2 separate regions of the Anas platyrhynchos genome follow, and region 1 is linked to region 2. Evidence: chromatin contacts called from public Hi-C data. All regions are on one chromosome and are shown on one strand. The core of a region is the stretch at or near the end of the contact, and the rest is flanking DNA. Distances in the headings are between cores, read along the strand shown. Region 1 has its middle 220 kb from the start of CD36. Region 2 overlaps LOC101797418 (guanine nucleotide-binding protein G(t) subunit alpha-3).

Region 1 (6,353 bases), core at 154-2,653, 150 kb after region 2:
TGACATCTGTAAACTGTTAAACACTATTTTTTTTCTTGTACATATGGCAAATCAAATACCAGTCGATCATTGAGTTTTAATGTGGGTTTGAGGCAGGTGGCATAGAAAAACAAAGCCATGGCTGTTATTTTAATCAGTCTCACCTTTTTGGGAAACAGATGGTATTTGGTTTGGCTGAGTGAACCAATATATTTCTGAACTGACTTTAATGATCAATCTGTGCAAGTTGATTTTCAACAAATTATAGGATCATAGGATAATTCGAGACCTTGGGAAGTCTGTAGTTTGACCTATGGCTCCAAACAGAGTCAGCTCTGGGTTCAGACCAGGTGGCTCAGGACTTTATCCAGTTAGGGTCTTAGAAGCCTCCTAGAATGGAGATTGAAACACCTTCTCTGTGCAGTCTGTACTATTGCTTGATGATCCTCCTTGAATCCTTTGAGCGTAGAGGCCTGTTCAGCATTTTATTATTAATGTAGTGGTATAAACCCTTCCTTGTTGCCCATGATATCCTTTGTAAATCTCAATTCCATCTCAGCTTTGGCTTTTCCAACACCACACATAACTTGCCTGAGCTATATTTCTTGCAACTCCATAGGCTGGCTTTTTCACTGAAACACCATCACAAGTTTCTCTGGTCAGCCAAACCAGCTTCTTGATGTACCTATTTATTTTCCTGAATATGGGTGTGGAGGATTATGTCCTTAAAGACCCACCAGTTTCCTGGGCTCCTCTACATCTTGGATCTGCTTCCCATGGGATCTCACCTGTCAGTTTCCTGGATAAACCAAAGTTTCTTCACATCCAATAGCCCACTGCTGCTGTCTTAACTCTCTCCCCACAGGATACCAAGCTCCATAATTTTATATTTGCTAAAAAAAAAAAAAAAAAAAAAAAAAAGGCTGCCAAAGGTTATCTAGACATGTTTGGGTAATCCCTAACCAGTTCTTCCTGTGACTAGCAGATCCAGCTGTGCCTCATCCCTGGTGTTTCCATCCAATACCTGGATTGATGAGTTATTTCTGAGGGACACCAGAAATCTTATTCACTGGGTTCTGATGTGTTGCCTTTCCAGCAGATATCAAGAGGGTTAAAGTCCCCCATGAGAACCAGAGTCAGTGACCAGAAAGATATTAGAGTTGTTTAAAGAAATTTCTGCCACCCTGCTTTGAGAGTGTGGAACAGCAACCCAGCAAAAACCTCTCTTACTGGTCTCTCCTTTGATCCTGACCCACAAACTTTCCACCATCCACCTGTAGGAGAACTCCATATATTTAACCCACAGAGGGCAACCCTTCCTCCTTGTCTTCCTTGTCTGTTGTTTGTGAAAAGCTTGTATTCTTCTGTTGCTCACTCCAGTTGTGGAAGCTGTCCTAAAGCATCTCAGTTATTTCAACGATGTTGTGGTTTTGTAACCACATGCCGAGCTCTGGTTCCTCCTGCTCCTTTCCCGGGCTGCAGGCTTTGTATACTCTTCAGTGGATGCCTCTTTACTCTGTTTTACTTATTCTGAGGTCTCTCTTGTCTTTGTCACCCTTTGCTTTCCAACTCTGTCCACTGCTACCTCTCTTAACCATGACGTTATTTCTCTGCCTTGTCATTTCTAGTTTAAAAACTCACCAGGTTAGCCAGGTTGTTGATGAGCCCCTCTTGACTCACTTCTTCAGGTAGATCCCTTCTCTCCATATCAGTCCTCAATCCTCAGAGAGGATCCAGTGTTTTTTAAAGCTGAGTCCCTATTGATGATGCTACTTGCACAACCAGGTGTTGATTTGCAGGAATCCCTGCTCCTCAAGCATTTTCCTTCACCAGTACCCATCACCTGGGTACCCATGCCTTTTACCGCCATGCCTGAAGCCATGTAGTCATTACCCAATCATTGCTGAAATTAGAACTTTATCTTTGAAATATAGCTCAAGTCTGAGATTCTCAGAATTAAAAAATACAAGATTATTAGAATTTTAGGACTTTAAATAATTTTCTGTATTTTCTATCCAAATTTTATCAAATATCAAACCTTGAAAAATCAATTACTTTTAAGTAGGTCCAATCATATAAAGCCTTTAAACTTAGATCACTAAGTGCATGTTTTGTCACTAGTAATTCTTGATAAACTTCATTTTCTTGTGGATTTTATAAATAGGAATAATATTTCAGCTGTCCTTGTAGGTTATAGACTGGAACAGTCTGTATCTGTTTGTAGCATGCTGTCCCTTGATTTTGATCTTGTGTAGTAGAGAAAATTGATTGTTCTTTTAATAAAAAATGACTTCTCTGTTGATGAAATACCTTTCATTCAACAATCTAGGAAAAAATTGTCTGCCATGGTGAAGGCCATTCAAAAGGGAAATTAAATGTTTCCATTGTAGCTTACATTTCAGATCCTGGAGCTTGAACTTCAGCATGCAATGCAAAATAGTTCTCAAAGGAATCCTGAACTCCTCCTGACTTAATACTTTGTGTTTTCTGTCTTAAAATACAGTCTCCAGTGGGAATAATTTGTTGCAAATTAATTCCATGATTTCACAACACCTCTGCAGTACCATTTAGCAGTATCTTAGCTTCCTATTAACTCCAGTAGTGAGTGGGCTTTTTTTTTTTTTTTTTTTTTTTTTTTTTTTTAACAACAGTATTTGTTCTGAGTGTTTTAATTCTTTTCTCTAATTACCTCCACTGGTAGAATGGCCACATTGTCAAGTCTAGCAAAGATTTCACAAGCATTCATTGTTTGCACAAACAGAATGTAATCTCAGCTATAAAATGCTACTTGATTAGACAGCCCTGAATGAAATATTATACTTCATATTTTGTGTTATTTCCATTATTTTTTTTTAATGCATGATGTTCTGAAATATGCAGAGCTTTTTGTGTTTCAGGTTTTATACATAATATTTTATAGAAATTCAGAGTTACAAAGTGAACATTTATCTTTGTAGGTTGTAAGCTTAGAGAACCATATGGCAAAAAGTTAGGAAACCAGCAAGGGTACCTTAGCAGAGAACAAAATACACATTCTTCTGTAAAATATTCATTTGATATCAGGATGTGGTGGGTATGAGAGGTACAGGGCATGAGGAATAAGGAAGAACATATTGCATCTAAAATTTCATCACTGTATGCAAAAATACATTTTGCTCCAGCCAGCAGTCACAAGTGGATAAAGCCCCCATTTTTATTTTATTTTATTTTTTTTTTGTTTCTTAAAACAAAAATTTTGTGCTTTGTGATCTTCAGAAGAGCAGTAACCAAAGAACCTATCAAATCCGTCTGGATGGAGATGAGAAGTGCATGTTTAAAAAGAGGAAGGATCAGTGAAAGAAACAGTCTGCATGATTGTGAGAGGACTTACACGAGCCTTTGCAAGCAATCACAAAATGTTTGCTTTCCTTCCAGTGCAGAAAGGACCACACTTGTTCAAGAACTAATGCACCCCCAAAATTCAGAAACAATAATGTCCTCTTCTTATAGGTGATGGACTCCTAATGTTGTTCGCAATAAACTGAGGCTTCTCATATATCCATTTACTCAGGTATTGAGTCCTGGGGTTCAGTCACCTACAGCTCACTACCCTGCTATTACCAGCTTCTCTGGAGCTAACCTGAAGACTGCACCCTCCAAATCCTCGGTAATTTTAGGCTGCTTACTCAGGCATAACTCAAGCTTAGACTTTCCATGTATGAAATTATCTGTCTCAGCTCACTCAGCTTTATGGCCTGGTGATCTAACTAATGTAAATGTCTTCAACTGTAGTAAAATATGAAGGTGAAAAAGATGTTTAGGTCTGCTCATCGGTTCTTCCATTAATCACCCTCTGTCTCTGCTGGCTCTTATCATTCTGCACTGCATGGACTGCTGTCTCTGATTATCCTTCCTTTTTATTATTTTCTTATTATCCTTCCTTTCTTTCCCCCTGTTCCCCCTTTTGTTTTTTATTCTTTATTTTTTACTTTTTTTTTTTTTTTTTTTTTTCCCTTAAGCTCTCATTATCCTTCTTTTTTATCTTAAGTCTCAGTCACCAAACCCACAATTCTGGTAAAAACTAGTAGTTTTAAAGTATTAGTTTTCATTCAAAAAGCAGTCTTACAGCAGGATTGCTTTATTTTAATGGCCATCTTTCTAATAGCCAACACCCTTGGAAAAAGCTGCTTTTGTCCTCTGTGCTTTAAAAAGAATAATTTTTCATGAGTAGAATTGCCTATGAATTCTTTAATATGCAAGCTTTATGAAAAGCCAACATAAAATGCTGAGCAGCAGAGAATACTAAGAAAGACTGGATTATGCAACATAACGAAAGGCAGTCAGAAGACCAAGGGTTTATTTGGCCAATGAAAATTCTAAGCTGTGACAAAGTTAGCCAAAGTATCTCCATGGCTTAGGATAGAAAGGGCATTCCTCCACAGACAGTCATGGAGAAGCAAGCTACAGTACTGTTATTACCTCTGTTCCTCTTATTTTATGCATTTTACAACATTTACAAATGTGGGACTAGCTTAACATAGAGGGTAGCAGTCTAGTATTTTGATTGTTTCAAGAGAAAGCAAAGCATCTGAAGTAAAATTAAATGAAACGTACAAAATACCTATATTCATATATAGGAAACACATACTCCAATACAGTGATTAAAAATATATGAATCCAAACCAGCTCTGTGGCATCTCAAAATAGTTAGACATAAATCTAAGAGAATTTAATGTCATCCATAAGAACAAATTGGAATTTTAATTTTTATTGTCTTTGCCAATGTCTGTTTGCTCAGCCTCTGTTTGATGTTTTCCAAACTACACATCTGCAGTTCCAGATCCTCAACAATTGCTAGAGGGTTGCTATAAATAGGCCCACGGGCAAAGCAGAAAATGCTTGAGATCTAGCAGCTACTTTTGCTTGAATGAGAGAACACTGATTGCGAGCCATAGCTATAATCTTGACACTCTTTGTTAGCATACACTAAACCCTTCGTCCTGGAAAGAAAGTTTCCTCATGCAGCAGTTTCCAAGTCAGCACCTATAGCAAGTGTGTGTCTTTAAACTCTCACACCGTCTCCTGCTTGTTCATACCATAGGGAAGTGAGCTGAGCCCCTACAGCTGGTATTGTGACAATGTCTTTTAGCTCTGTTTTACCTACACAACACTAATACAGATGAAGAAGTAAACCAAGGTGACTATACATAATCATAGAATCATAGAATCATTTAGGTTGGACAAGACCTTTAAGATCATCTAGTCCAACCACTAACCTAGTACTTCCAAGTCCACCACTAAACTGTATCCCTCAGTACTACGTTATATGTCTTTTGAATTCCTCCAGGGACATCTCCACACAACCACTTCCCTGGGCAGCCTGCTCCAATGCTTCACAGTCCTCTCAGTGAAGAAATTTGTCCTAATTTCCTAAACCTCTCCTGGTGCAACCTGAGGCCATTTCCTCATTTTATCACTTATTGCTTGGGAGCAGAGATAGACCCACATCTCACTACAGCCTCCTTTGGTGTAATTGTAGAGAACTATGAGGTCTTCCCCAAGCTTACTTTTCTCCAAGCAAAACAACTCCAGCTCCCTCAGCTGCTCTGCATAAGACTTGTTCTCTAGACCCCTCATCAGCTTTGTTGCCCTTCTCTGGACACATTCCAGCACCTTGATGTCCTTGTAGGGAAGGGCCCAAAACTGAATGCAGTATTTGAGGTGCAGCCTTACCACAGCCAAGTACAGGGGGACAATCACTGCCCTGGTCCTACTGGCCACACAATTTGTGATACAAGTAATGATGTTCTTTGTGATGCTCTTGGCCTTCTTGGCCACCTGGCCACACTGCTGGCTCATGTTCAGCTGGTTATCGACCAATACCCCCAGGTCCCTTTCTGCCAGGCAGCTTTTCAGCCACTCTGACCCCAGCCTGTAGCTCTGCTTGGGGTTGTTGTGCCCCAGGTGCAGGACCCGGCACTTGGCCTTGTTGAACTTCATACAGTTGGCCTCGACCCATTGGTGCAGCCTACCCAGATCCTCCTGAAGAGCCCTCCTACCCTCAAGCAGATCAACACTCCTGCCCTACTTGGTGTCATCTGCAGACTTACTGAGGGTGCACTTGATTCCCTCAGCCAGATATTAAAATGAACTGGCCCCAGTGTTGTGCCCTGGGGGACACAACTTGTGATCGGCCTCCAGTGGATTTAACTGGATAGCTTTAAAAAATCACCGTGACTGCATCCTTGTAAGACCACCCTCCTAATAAACTGTTTAATAGGCAATTTAATAGAAATGCTAGCTCAGAGGAAATATTTAATTACTAATATTTTTCTTAAGTATTTGTGTATACATTCAAGAATATCATCTTATGTGGCATTGCTTTCCTTACTCAT
Region 2 (5,618 bases), core at 1,778-4,277:
AAAAAAGCTATACCATCAAAAAGTAGTATCAGTAGATAATTTCCATTCATTGCTCTTGTGTTTTCATGTTACATTGACAATAAAAAATGTCATTCCATAAGTTTAACAGAAGCAAACACACAGACTTTACTGTCACATGACAAAGAGCAGTGCAAATCTGAATGTCTAATTACACTGTTTTGATAGGAGAGTTGAGGGACACACATACATGTATAAAAACTGCACATATACAAAATTCATAAATGCTGCTCACCAGTTTAGAGAAAACAAAAATAAACAAACAAATAACAACAGCAATTAAAAAACCCACAGCAGTAGGATGGAGGCAGATGGTAGGTAAGTTTTTGGAATCACTGAGGGACAAAAAAATATTACAGTAACTGTCAGTCTTTGCATATTCTACAAAGGCAAGGTGAAACATTTTTAACAATTAGATATTTGACTTTTTTTTTATGATTATTAATTATCCTACTGCTGAACCTCTTTAGTACCCTGTGATTGCAGTAGTCATCTCCACCAGTGCACAGCATATGTGACCCCCCTGTACTTGAGGCAATAACATATTATTAGGAGTTTGGTGAAGAAATCCATTCTCTATGCAAAGAACTTGTTAATGAAGAACTGCTCCCATTACACTTGATTTACTGTGACTATAACAACAGAAAACATTTAGCTATGGTAAACAAAATGCAAGTTCTAAATATATTAAACTGAATTTTAAAATTTGGTCTTGCAGAAACATTCACTTTTGAAATCTGAGAAATGAATTTTTTTTTATTTTTTTTTTCAGTTTAGTTTTCATTAAATATATTTTGAACTCATTTTCATCATAATCTTGTTATGCTCTGGTTAATCTAATTATAAAAAACACTAGGACAGGCAACTTGGGCACTGAACAACAGAATCCTGCAAGCACTTGACTTAATCAAGGTTATCAGTCTGTGCAGGTCTCCCAGCACAACTTGGAACTTTGTGCTAAATGCTACAAACAGCACAAATCTGGAGGTAAAGCCCCACTGTGAAACCATGTAATGACAACAACACTGGAAATTGTAGCCCAGTGTCTCACTGAATTTTAAGACTTAAAAAACGTTGCTACTACCTCCTTGTTTGAACAGACTCCCAACATGACTAGTCTTTTTGTCACTGTCCATCTGGAAATCAGCTGTTTAAAAAACAAACACTTTTGATTCAGTGGCTTAGTCTTGACAGTAATGAGAATAATTTTGATGGTGTGAAGTCATGGAAGTCCCCAGGTGGATACCAGGGACTGGGACATGTAGTCTTAACTGAATCCCAACTGAAGAGCTAATAGTGGAAAAGTTTACTGCATTCTACCAAGAACGTATTTAGCAGTTGATAATAGAGGAAAGCAATTTATGTTGCTATTGGTAAAATTGTATGTGATCTATATGCAGATACGTAAGTAAAGAAAATGTGAAAAAATAGTGAGAGCTTAAGTCAAAAGTAACAGAAGGCATTATTAGGCCTTGGTTCATGGAGTAGCACCTTGACAAACACTTGCCAGACTAAAGGACTGTCTCTGACCACTTGATTTTGAAAATTGTGTACACAAAACCTTAGCTAGAGTTGTGCAGAGAGCTGAACCAACATGTTGGCTAAAACACAATTTGTACTGGTTAGATTTCTATTACTGCCTGATCTGTAATGCCCCACTTGATTAATTCCTAGTTTATATTGAAAATAATGGAATTCCAATGAAAAGTGTCTGGATTCATTTCCAGCAATATATCTCATTTAAAATGAATAATTTGAAGTGTGGTGGCATCAACATTAATTTCTGGACGTCTTTGTGGCATAGTAAAGTTCAAGATCTTTAAGAGACAAATTCATAAACAAACACATCTCTGAAACATTTTCTTCAAATACATGCCTTAGAATTCAGATGGACTTTACACTGTAGCTTGAAAGTTAATACATGTAAAAACTGTATTAGTAATAACTGTATCCTACGTCACAGTAGGCTGACCACTGGTAGAAATAAAATACTTAAACATACTGGTGTGAACTCTCTTTTTTTATATATAAATTATTGCTTATCGAGTTTCTGGAAAGTAAGTGACAGATGAGCACTGTACTTTGTGACCCTCCAAGAAAAATTACTGTGGGTAGTGTCACTATAATTCCTGTGCTGAAAGGGCTGGAGGACAGCATAGGGCACGCAGTGAGTGACTTGAGTGCCCCGTTCTGCAGAGAAATCCAGTGGCTGTTCAAATGCCATCATGCAAAAAATCTGATAGCAAAAATGCTGAGAAAAACCTGGAATCTGAATTCTGTGGATGGTGGGAGAGGCAGGCTTACACTATCACAACCCAGGGCCCCGCTGGTAGCAGGACTGCAAGTTTCCCTGCAGTGGAAACATAAGATGTGATCTTTCCCACAAATCCTTGTACACTTTGCCAACCAGCAACAGAGTTCTTTGAGGGAAAAAGACACAAAGACATGTCCCACCTTGCCCTGCCTCCCATGCAAATTCACGATTGTGTATATTTTACCTGAGGCTGATTTTAAGCCCAGCCAGCCACGGGCCCAAGGGTCTTCCATTGAAACCAGCATGTCCAGACGTGGCATAGCCAGGGAGCACTGGTAGCTGGGAACGCATACCCTGCTCCGTATGCTGGGGTCAGGCCAATAGAAGCAGGTGGCTAAATCCCCAATAATCACTTAATTCTCTCTTTTAAGGGGCATAATTTATGCTATTGACAACCACTGTGGCATATTGATTTGCAGTTCATCGAAGAGGCGGTGGCAACCGACACTGGGGGAACGCTGACTGTCACCCAGTCTAGACAAGCTCATCGGGGTGCCTGCATCTGCTCATAGGACACTTTAGACAAAACAAACAAACAAAACAAAACAACAACAACAACAGAGTTAAAGATGGATATTAACGATTATATCAGCTGAGCAAGCGGGGAGAGGCCGGAGCTGAGAGGAGGCAGCGCGGGGCCTGGGGCCTCCTTCAGCCGTGAGCGGCTCCACAGGGGGCCGCCAGGGGGAGCCATAGCACCGCTGCTCCAGCCCTGGTGCCTTGTAGGCCGAGAAGGCCCGGCCCGGCCCTTGCGGTGTCTGTAGCTCGTCCAGCACCGCTTTTTATTTCTTCCTGCAAACGCAGACAGAGCTCTAGTGCCTCAGGCAGTCAGGGGAAGGACAGAGAGAGGGAGTTCTGTGGGCTGGTGACAAAGTGTTCGTCTTTATTTTCATTTTTATGGGAAGGCTTGTGAACTAAAAGCCGCCCCAGAGGTGTGGCGGAGGAAGGGAGCATACATGGCATGTTTGAGTGTCACCGTTCTCACTGAGGTGCACTCCAGTTCACTGGTGTCCTCCGGTGTCCTCCGGGGCTGGGTCATTCCAGCAGAGAGCTGTGTCATTCACTGGTCAAGGCTGGCTCGTCCCGTAAGTGCCTAAGTCCATTAAGTATCTCCAAATTTACCTTGGAGTCACTGAGCATCTAAATTCAGGCACCAGCTTGTGGTTAGCAGGGCCAGATCTGCCATGAAAAATACTTAGCACTGATGCTTAACGTGGCTGTCAGCCCATGGGGGCCTGAACTCTGAACCCAGGGCAGACCAAAAAGTGAGATAGGAGGAGAGCTACAATAAACAGGCTGAGGAAATAGTTACCTACCATGTGTTTTTTGCATTTTAGCAGATTAGCAGTCAGATTATTCACATGGTGGCACCTCCATTTCTAGGCTCTTCCTAAACAAAAGATGTTTTAATCTACAACCACACCCCAAAAGGGGGGGGGAGTGCAAATTTGCAAATTGACCTTATTACAGGGCTATGAGGTATGACAGAGAGAAATTACCCTCCCATTTTTGTTGAAAATGGTTATTTTCACCAGAAAAACAAAGAAAAGAAATTCAACAAAAAGAAGAAATTTCAACAAAGAGAAGAAATTTTGGGGACCAGATATAATCACAAAACATGGCTTCCATGGAAAAAAAATATAGACAACGGGATCCAGAAGGTCATCCCTTTGAATTTTCACTTTCCATAGAAGACACTAAATAGAAAACAATATTCCAAAACCCCAAGCCTAACTTCAATTCTTTCCTTAGATAGAACTTGGGTGTGTGAGCCTGTACTTTCCAAAACCCTAGGTGAAACTCTGATCTTGGTCCTACCTCATTTCAAAATGTAATGGTGGGCATGAGACAGGAACCAACAAAGTGTTAAGAAAAAACAGTTTTGATAAAAATGACACAAATCCTCTTCCCTGCTCCAAGACACAGTAAGGACCTGGGATCCTCAGTCTGTACTTTCCCAAATTCTAGCCCTATTCCTAGTTTTAACTATCCTTGCTAGAAATCAGGTCCAGTCTTTGAGATGTGAATGACAGAAGGTAAAACAGCACTTTAAACTGCTATTAGCGCTTTTCATTCTCCTGAGTTATTGATACATTGAGAATTTAGATTTCTCAAAATTGTTCATGTCCAAAGTCTAATCCTATCTTCACTACTGTACATCTACTATCCTATCTTCAGTACTGTACGTTTCAGAGATGCAAAGATACTATCATTACTATCACTACATAGTGTTTTTTTTTTTTTAAAAAAAATGAGAACTGGATCCTTTGGAATCTCTTCTCCATCTTATTGTGCCCTATGTAGCCCCATGTATCTGTAAATAGTGTCGCTGTTGCTGATAACAAGCCACAGGTTTTGTATTAATTTAAAACAGTCCTGAGGGCTTGTTAGGTTTTGTCTGTACTAGTCTCAGCTAGCTTGGTACTTTGTTTCAGCTTGTTTATCTCTAACAATTGTTTAATGAGCAGGGGTCTCATCCCTTATCTGTTTTCATTTTGCTTAGCTTTATATAATTGGTGTAATACCTGTTGCTAAAAGTTTTTATATACATGTAAATAGGAATAGCAAGTAATTATACTGTGTAGAACGATTTATGACCCTAGATTAATGATGAAGCGTAAAGTAAAGCTGCAGAGTGATAAAAATGGCTGTAAAGGTTTGGGCATAGGATGATACCAGAGGCCCTTGGGCTATCATTAAATCACCATCAAAGGTACTGCAAACCTAGGATCTGGGCAAAAACAGTTTTAGGGATAAGAGAAAAAACAAGTGTCTCATGTATAAACCCCATCACATACATGTATAGTAAAGTTAGATGTAATATAAGAATTGCATTGCAAACCAAAAAAGAAAAATCAGGGTGTAGTCGTGATAAAAAAAAAAAAAAATGTACCCAGGTGGCCTCTACAAGTGAGGAGGAAGCAGCCGTCAGCATCAACATCATGTTTTTACTAGCAAAGAAGAGGAAAAATCCACTACCATGAAAATCATACTCCTCCCAACAAGCATCTCAGGATGACAACTTTCTATCACACCTCTTACTCCAGGCAAAATCCATCAACATTAGTAGATAGGGAAGTAAACCTAGCAGATCAAGCAGTGAAGAGGTAAATGTAGCACCAGAGAAAAAGCACTAGATACCAGAAGGGGTTTTTTTTGTTTGTTTGTTTGTTTTTTTATTATAACTTTTAGCTTTGGTGCTGTTGATAAGATATATATTTTACCTGGAAATTTTTAACTTTATTTAGACTAATAACATTAACTGTTTTCTGTACTTGGATTATAT

What was found. A called contact is a pair of places that touch in the nucleus more often than the background predicts.
Region 1: a contact with region 2 is called in a Hi-C map of subcutaneous adipose tissue, with 4 times the contacts expected there. The contact joins two enhancer-like sites. A contact is called at or near these places in 6 of 8 Hi-C or Micro-C datasets (F1 follicle, F5 follicle, liver and 2 more).

The regions. Positions count from the first base shown.
Region 1 is chr1:11,629,793-11,636,145 of IASCAAS_PekinDuck_T2T, forward strand. No RefSeq gene overlaps it. Among named protein-coding and RNA genes, the nearest start is that of CD36, 220 kb to the left of the region's middle. Within about 2 kb of position 1,404, at least 2 of the 8 cell types and tissues checked have an H3K27ac peak or open chromatin away from gene starts, as enhancers often do.
Region 2 is chr1:11,483,039-11,488,656 of IASCAAS_PekinDuck_T2T, forward strand. It overlaps LOC101797418 (guanine nucleotide-binding protein G(t) subunit alpha-3), which reads left to right. Exons shown (of 9, transcript XM_072028538.1): 9 at 1-2,019. Among named protein-coding and RNA genes, the nearest start is that of CD36, 77 kb to the left of the region's middle. Within about 2 kb of position 3,028, at least 1 of the 8 cell types and tissues checked has an H3K27ac peak or open chromatin away from gene starts, as enhancers often do.